2 separate regions of the Sus scrofa genome follow, and region 1 is linked to region 2. Evidence: chromatin contacts called from public HiChIP or PLAC-seq data. All regions are on one chromosome and are shown on one strand. Each heading gives the region's core, a stretch centred on a gene start, on an enhancer-like site or on the middle of the called end of the contact. The rest is flanking DNA. Distances are from core to core; before and after follow the strand shown. Region 1 overlaps RARB (retinoic acid receptor beta). Region 2 overlaps RARB (retinoic acid receptor beta).

Evidence for each region. HiChIP or PLAC-seq counts read pairs in DNA pulled down with a chosen protein or histone mark.
Region 1: an H3K27ac HiChIP or PLAC-seq map of skeletal muscle shows a contact between it and region 2. The contact joins two enhancer-like sites. A contact is called at or near these places in 3 of 47 Hi-C or Micro-C datasets (embryonic fibroblasts, fetal heart ventricle and skeletal muscle) and 1 of 2 datasets of contacts at active chromatin or transcription factors (skeletal muscle).

Annotation. Positions count from the first base shown.
Region 1 is chr13:12,427,167-12,429,880 of Sscrofa11.1, forward strand. The region is part of intron 3 of RARB (retinoic acid receptor beta); the gene reads left to right. Among named protein-coding and RNA genes, the nearest start is that of RARB, 92 kb to the left of the region's middle. Within about 2 kb of position 1,380, at least 3 of the 83 cell types and tissues checked have an H3K27ac peak or open chromatin away from gene starts, as enhancers often do. A contact at or near this core is called in skeletal muscle, where this site is marked.
Region 2 is chr13:12,358,412-12,361,407 of Sscrofa11.1, forward strand. All of the region lies in intron 1 of RARB (retinoic acid receptor beta), which reads left to right. Among named protein-coding and RNA genes, the nearest start is that of RARB, 24 kb to the left of the region's middle. Within about 2 kb of position 1,715, at least 43 of the 83 cell types and tissues checked have an H3K27ac peak or open chromatin away from gene starts, as enhancers often do. A contact at or near this core is called in skeletal muscle, where this site is marked.

The DNA of each region.
Region 1 (2,714 bases), core at 130-2,629, 68 kb after region 2:
GGCCAAACAAACCAAAACGTCAGAGTTGGGTGCACAGAAAGGTATTATATTGCAGGGCCATGCAAGGAAACAGGTGGCTTGTGTCCTCTAAATATTCCAAACTCCCCAAACCAAAATTGCAAAGTATGTTTAAAGGCAAGGCGAGGGAGGGGTGTGCTTGGTGCAGAAATCCTTTGTTCTTGTTGCCGTCCACAGAGGTCAGGTCACAATGTCCCTTTAAACCTCCAACAAGATACATGTTAAACTTCAGAGAGGAGCTAAATCAGAGGATACGGGGGATGGGCCTGCCCTGTTGGGTCCTTCTCGGTTACGCTAAGCACGCAATAAGCTTCTCCAGCAGGTACAGGTAGGGGTCACCCACCCACAGTGTGACACACTAGTGGCACCTCTGTTGGATGACTTTCAAAGTCAAACTTGTTTTGAGTTTAGGGTGTGTGTGTGTGTGTGTGAGAGAGAGAGAGAGAGAGAGGGTGGGGGGACAGGTGTTTTCTATACTGGTTGTGAGCATCCTGAGGGCAGGCACAGACTTTTTTTCTGGGTGCTCAGCTTACTGTCTTGTATTAAATGGATAGTGCTGGAATGTGTTGGAGGGAAAAAGAACTTGAGGAGTAGAGATTTTGAATCCAGAAATTTGATCTTCCCAAGAGCTAGAGATTCAGATCAATATATTGATATGTTGAACCCATTTCCCCCCTTTCCTTTTTGCTTCCTCCCCTAGTTTGCACCCTGTGAGTACTAGCATTTTGGCCCTTTGATGACATCAAGCCTTGCAATCATTTGTTCTATGGTGGATGCCACCAGATAGAACTTGCCAGTAGGTCCTAACAGAGAAGATTCACTTTCTCTCAAAACTGTACACATGTATACAGTATATTTCGTCAAGTCTGTAATTTCTTTCTTTCTTTTTTTTTTTTAAGGCTGCTCTTGCAGCATATGGAAGTTCCCAGGCTAGGAGTTGAATCAAAGCTGTAGCTGCCAGCCTGCACCACAGCCTCAGCAATGCCAGATCCAAGCCGCATCTGCAACCTACATCATAGCTCACGGCAACGCCTGATCCTTAACCCACTGAGCGAGGCCAGGGATCAAACCCACACACTCATGGATCCTAGTCGGGTTCATTAAACACTGAGCCATGACAGAAACTCCAAGTCTGTAACTTCTTAAGGTGCACTCTAATGTTATAAACCACTGGAAAAAAAAACCAAAAAAACCCCAGCCCCTTTAAACTAAGACACACCGAAGATTGAAGGCAGGTGGCAATGTCAGGGAAGGAGACGGGGGAAACCAGATATCAGCTCTGTAAGGAAAGGAAGCGTTTCACATTCTAGGCTGGAAATATCCTCTGTTTTCATCTTGAGCTATTCTTCATTCTGCTTTAAATAGATATTGATGATAAAACCTCAGTGCCCAAAGACAATTCCTAACACAGAGAGTTGGCTGAATAAGTATGCAAGTACCTCTCAAATAGCTGGCAGAGAGCCCTTTGTTTGGAAACAGATGTCTCCGTGAAAATAGCAACGCAAAATTCCCCTGCAGTCCCTGTGTTCTGGGCAATGAACATGTCCCTGTAAGTACTTTCTCCCAGTGGCAGCAGTTCTCTGGAGGGTGACCCCCTAAATTGCTCAATAAATCTGTGCATACAGTTCAGTTTGGAATTTGCCCTTCCTAGAGTGGTGCTGAGCACTTAAACCCGTCTGCCATCAAGAATATGGACCATCGTAGTGTGGTTATTTTCCTGTCCTTCTCTCTTTCACACTGGAAAACAAAGAGTTTTGTTGATCTAATGAACAAGGCTAATGGAGACAAGCATCTTTTAGTGCCGGAACCAAGAAGAGAACATTCTATTTCCTCAAGAGAAGTGTTTTTGTCCCAAATTTACACTTGCTTGTCCCCAAACTTCATTTCACCAATATAACGTACCACTGTGACTTTAAAAAAAAATTGATTGTTTTATTTTCAAAGTGATTTTAGGGATTGTTTTATTTTCAAAGTGATTTTAGAACAGAAATATTCCATTTTGATGTTTGAGGATCCAAGTCCCCTCTTCTTTGCTTGTTTCTTTTGGGAGTGTTTAATAACATCACTTGGTTGGACTTAGACACAGCATTTTGATTCAGCAACACTGTTTAAATCTTTAAAAAGGAGGAAGGGATTTCACTGGCCTTTCACAATGGACCCACTCAGAAGGCAGCTGTGACATAGCCCTTCCAAAGGGAAAGATAAAAATTGTTTCTAGTAAACTCTGTCAACTCTAGGATTTAATGAGGACAGAAAGAGAAATAAGTAGGAATGGTAATGCGTGAAGGATTCCCACTTTGTGGCTTGGAAGTGTCGGGACAAAGCGCTTGAGCAACTTTGAATGGAAACTTGGAGGTGGTGCCCTAGGACTCGGAGCTCTCAAAGATGTGAAAATATGCAGCTCTGAGTGCTTTCCCTCCCCCCAGGAAGGGAGACGTCAGGACTTCCTCCTGCTTTCTGGGGCCTAGCCAGTACTTGGAGGTGATCACAGGAGGGTGATGGGATCTAAGACGGCAGAACGCAAACCCCGGTGTGGTTTTGCAAATAGTGCCTTTGCGTGGTTCTGTGTTCTTGCATAATAGAATGATGTTCATCAAATTGAATTATGGTTCTTTACTCCACCAGAAAAGCAGACATTAAAAGGATCAAAAATACCAAGTGTTGGTGAGATGTGAATGATGCAGCTGAACTCTCAT
Region 2 (2,996 bases), core at 465-2,964:
ATGATAGCACTTCCCACGGTAAAAGTCAGTCCCAGGAATGATTTCTGCTGCTGGCCGAGAGCCCAGGCAGGTGTAGGAGTGATTAGTGGGTCCTCAGCCCGGCTGCCTCTCTTCTTACGGCCCAAACTATCTTGTCCAATTTAACCATGTCTTGAATCGAATCAGTGTTTGGGAAATTACAGCCATGAGTTAAAAGAAAGGAAAATACACAGCCATACAGTTCTCAAATTTGAGTAAATAAGCTGGACCAGACCACACCCAGTGATGTTTCTAGCAGAGGAAGTAAATAAGGGAGGTGGAAGATGAGAAGTTCAAAAGCTGTGGGTTTTAGTGAATATACAGTAAGCCATTTAAATCTCTTTTGAAAGGCTGAGAGTAGAGTTGGGTTTAAATTTCCCAATTTGGGATGAGTAAAAAGGACCTACTGTTACAGGGACCTCTACTCAACATTCTTTAATAATCAATACCGGAAAGAATCTGAAAAGGAATGGCTATATGTATATGTATAACTGATTAAATTTTGCTGTATACTGAAACTAATGCAACATTGTTAAGTCAACTATACTCCAATAAAATTTTAAAAAATCGAATAATAATAAACAAATTAACCAATTCCAAGGTGCAGCTTCTGGGCCATCCCCTCCCCTGTAGTTTAGGAGAGGGGTCAATGAGTTCTGTTCTTGCACACTAAGCAAACACTCAGCTCCTACTGGGCACATAGTAAGTGCTCAGTAAATAACAGATGCTATTAGTTCAGTTCATCTGGTGCAACATTGAACCCTCTGCCAACTAAAATCCACTGCCAAAATTCCGTGGGAGAGGAGGAAGCCTTCTGGTGAGCACAAACACAGCACAGCTCTTAAGATCTTAATGCATTAAGCACTCAACAAGGTGGAGTATTTAGCCAGGACGTCTGCAAAGGGGAAGCCGACAGAGGTGCAGTGCCAAATTGACTCAGCAGATTGTCTGGGATTCCAGGGAGGTTAGGACAGTAAAAAGACATTTTTATGTCAGGGCGTTTCCGATGTTTAGTGTGCCATAGGAGTGATCTGGAGATTTTGCTAAGATCCCTGTTTTGATTCAGAGGCATTTCTAGGGTGGAGCTGAGAGTCTTCATTGAAACGGGTTCCAGGTGGTGCTGATGCTGCGAGCCCGACCGTGCTTTGGAAAGCAAGGTTCTCTTTAAGACCTTACAAATCAGCCTTTTTGCCCAGCCCTTCTTTTGTCCTCTGCCTGTGCTCAGCACCTGTTGCGTGTGTGGTCAGAATAGCAGGGATTCTCATAACCTAGCCCCAGCCCTGGGCCAGGATCCCGGGTGACCCGGGCAAACACACACTCCTTCAGGGTCACGGGCAGGTTACTGAGTCACGACTGCCAGGGCCCTCCCCTCCCCTCCCCTCCCCATACCCCGGGACTCATCTTGGAGCCGCTCAGTAATAACAAAGCCGGCCGCAGAGCAAGGCCGGGCAATTTCAAAGCCGAGTTTTTCTTGTTTGGCAATTACCTAATTTCAAAATACGATTCCCAGATTTGCAAAATCCCGTGTGTGCAACCCAACTGCTTCTCCTGAAAGATGATTAAAAGCAGGACGCCCCCTCCCCCCGCTCCCGGCAGGCGACTGGAAAATAAAATGAGCGGCAGGACGGAGCCCCCCATCCCCACCCCCACCCCCACCCCCACCCCCACCCCCAACGCCCACGCTCGGAGGCGCGTAAATTATATTTTCATAAAAGGGCCACGCGCGCACGCATGCGCACACTCGCGCAGCGGAGAATCTGGTTCTAATTACTTGTACTTTGGTTGAACTTTAGCGTTTCCTTTGACTTTTTCCCTAATGTATGTGAGCTGTGGGCCTTACGATCCTGCAGCGAATCCGCAGAAAAAGAGGGGAGAAAATCCAGACCGGCTCTCCTTGATGCCAACAAAAATGAAACCCAACTGAATGTTTTGACCAAATGCAACGCTTTGCTATTCTCCCTTAATTAGCTGAAATTACTCCCTCCCACAGGGTCCCGGAGCTCTGGGCTCAAAATTCCCCTGGGGCCATGCAGGAAATGCCTTTTGCTTTACAACTTCTTTTTCTTTTAAGGCTCAGCTGCCCAGAGAGTGCATTAAAATACTGTCTTAATCATCGAAGATTCTAGTAAAAAGGCAGGGCTTTCATAACGCAGGATGCCTGCCTGCCCGCCTCTAATCAGGCCCAACATAAAATCCTGAAGTCTGTCAACATGGCTTAGCCAGCCATAAATTAGTTCTCACAGAGAAGAAGAAAAAAAACAAAACAGTATTCTGGGCCTTCTCTTAAAAATGTTATCTGCTACTTAATCTAACCTTTAGAAAAATGCCAAGCATGTTAGGAATTGTGAAGGGAGCTATTGTTAGACTTTGTGTGTGTTTAAATGACACTCAGGTGTGTTGTAACAACAAGGACATTTATACTGTGTTTTCTCAGGTGAGTTAAGTTCGTGAGTGCCAAGTCCTCTTAACAGGCAACAGTATTTGGGGGGGGCTTTTATTTTGGGGGTGAATTAACCCCCAGAGTTGTGTCAGTGTTTAGGAAAGTGTGTCACTTAGCAGTGCTGGCATTCTGCTTTCCTGCAGAATCTCAGTTGGTGGAGATTTCATTTGGTTTGTTATTGTTTAGTCTGCAAAGCACCTCTGCATTTCGAGTCCTTCAGATCCGCTTCTCAGAGCGGCGACTGAGGCCTGGCCGGTTCTCCAGGAGATAGGGCAGCAATGAGAGCAAATGTTTAGAAACTTGTACAGCAGTTTGACAGCGTACTTTTATGTCTGATACAGCTCCGCAACCCACCGCTTAAGTTCTCAGCTTGTGTTTTGGGCATCTTTTTCTTTCTTTCTTTTTTTTTTTTTTTTTTGTCTTTTCTAGGGCCACACCTGTGGCATATGGAGGTTCCCAGGCTAGGGGTCTAATTGGAGCTGTAGCCGCCGCCCTACCCCACAGCAGCGTGGGATCCCAGCCAAGTCTGCGACCTACA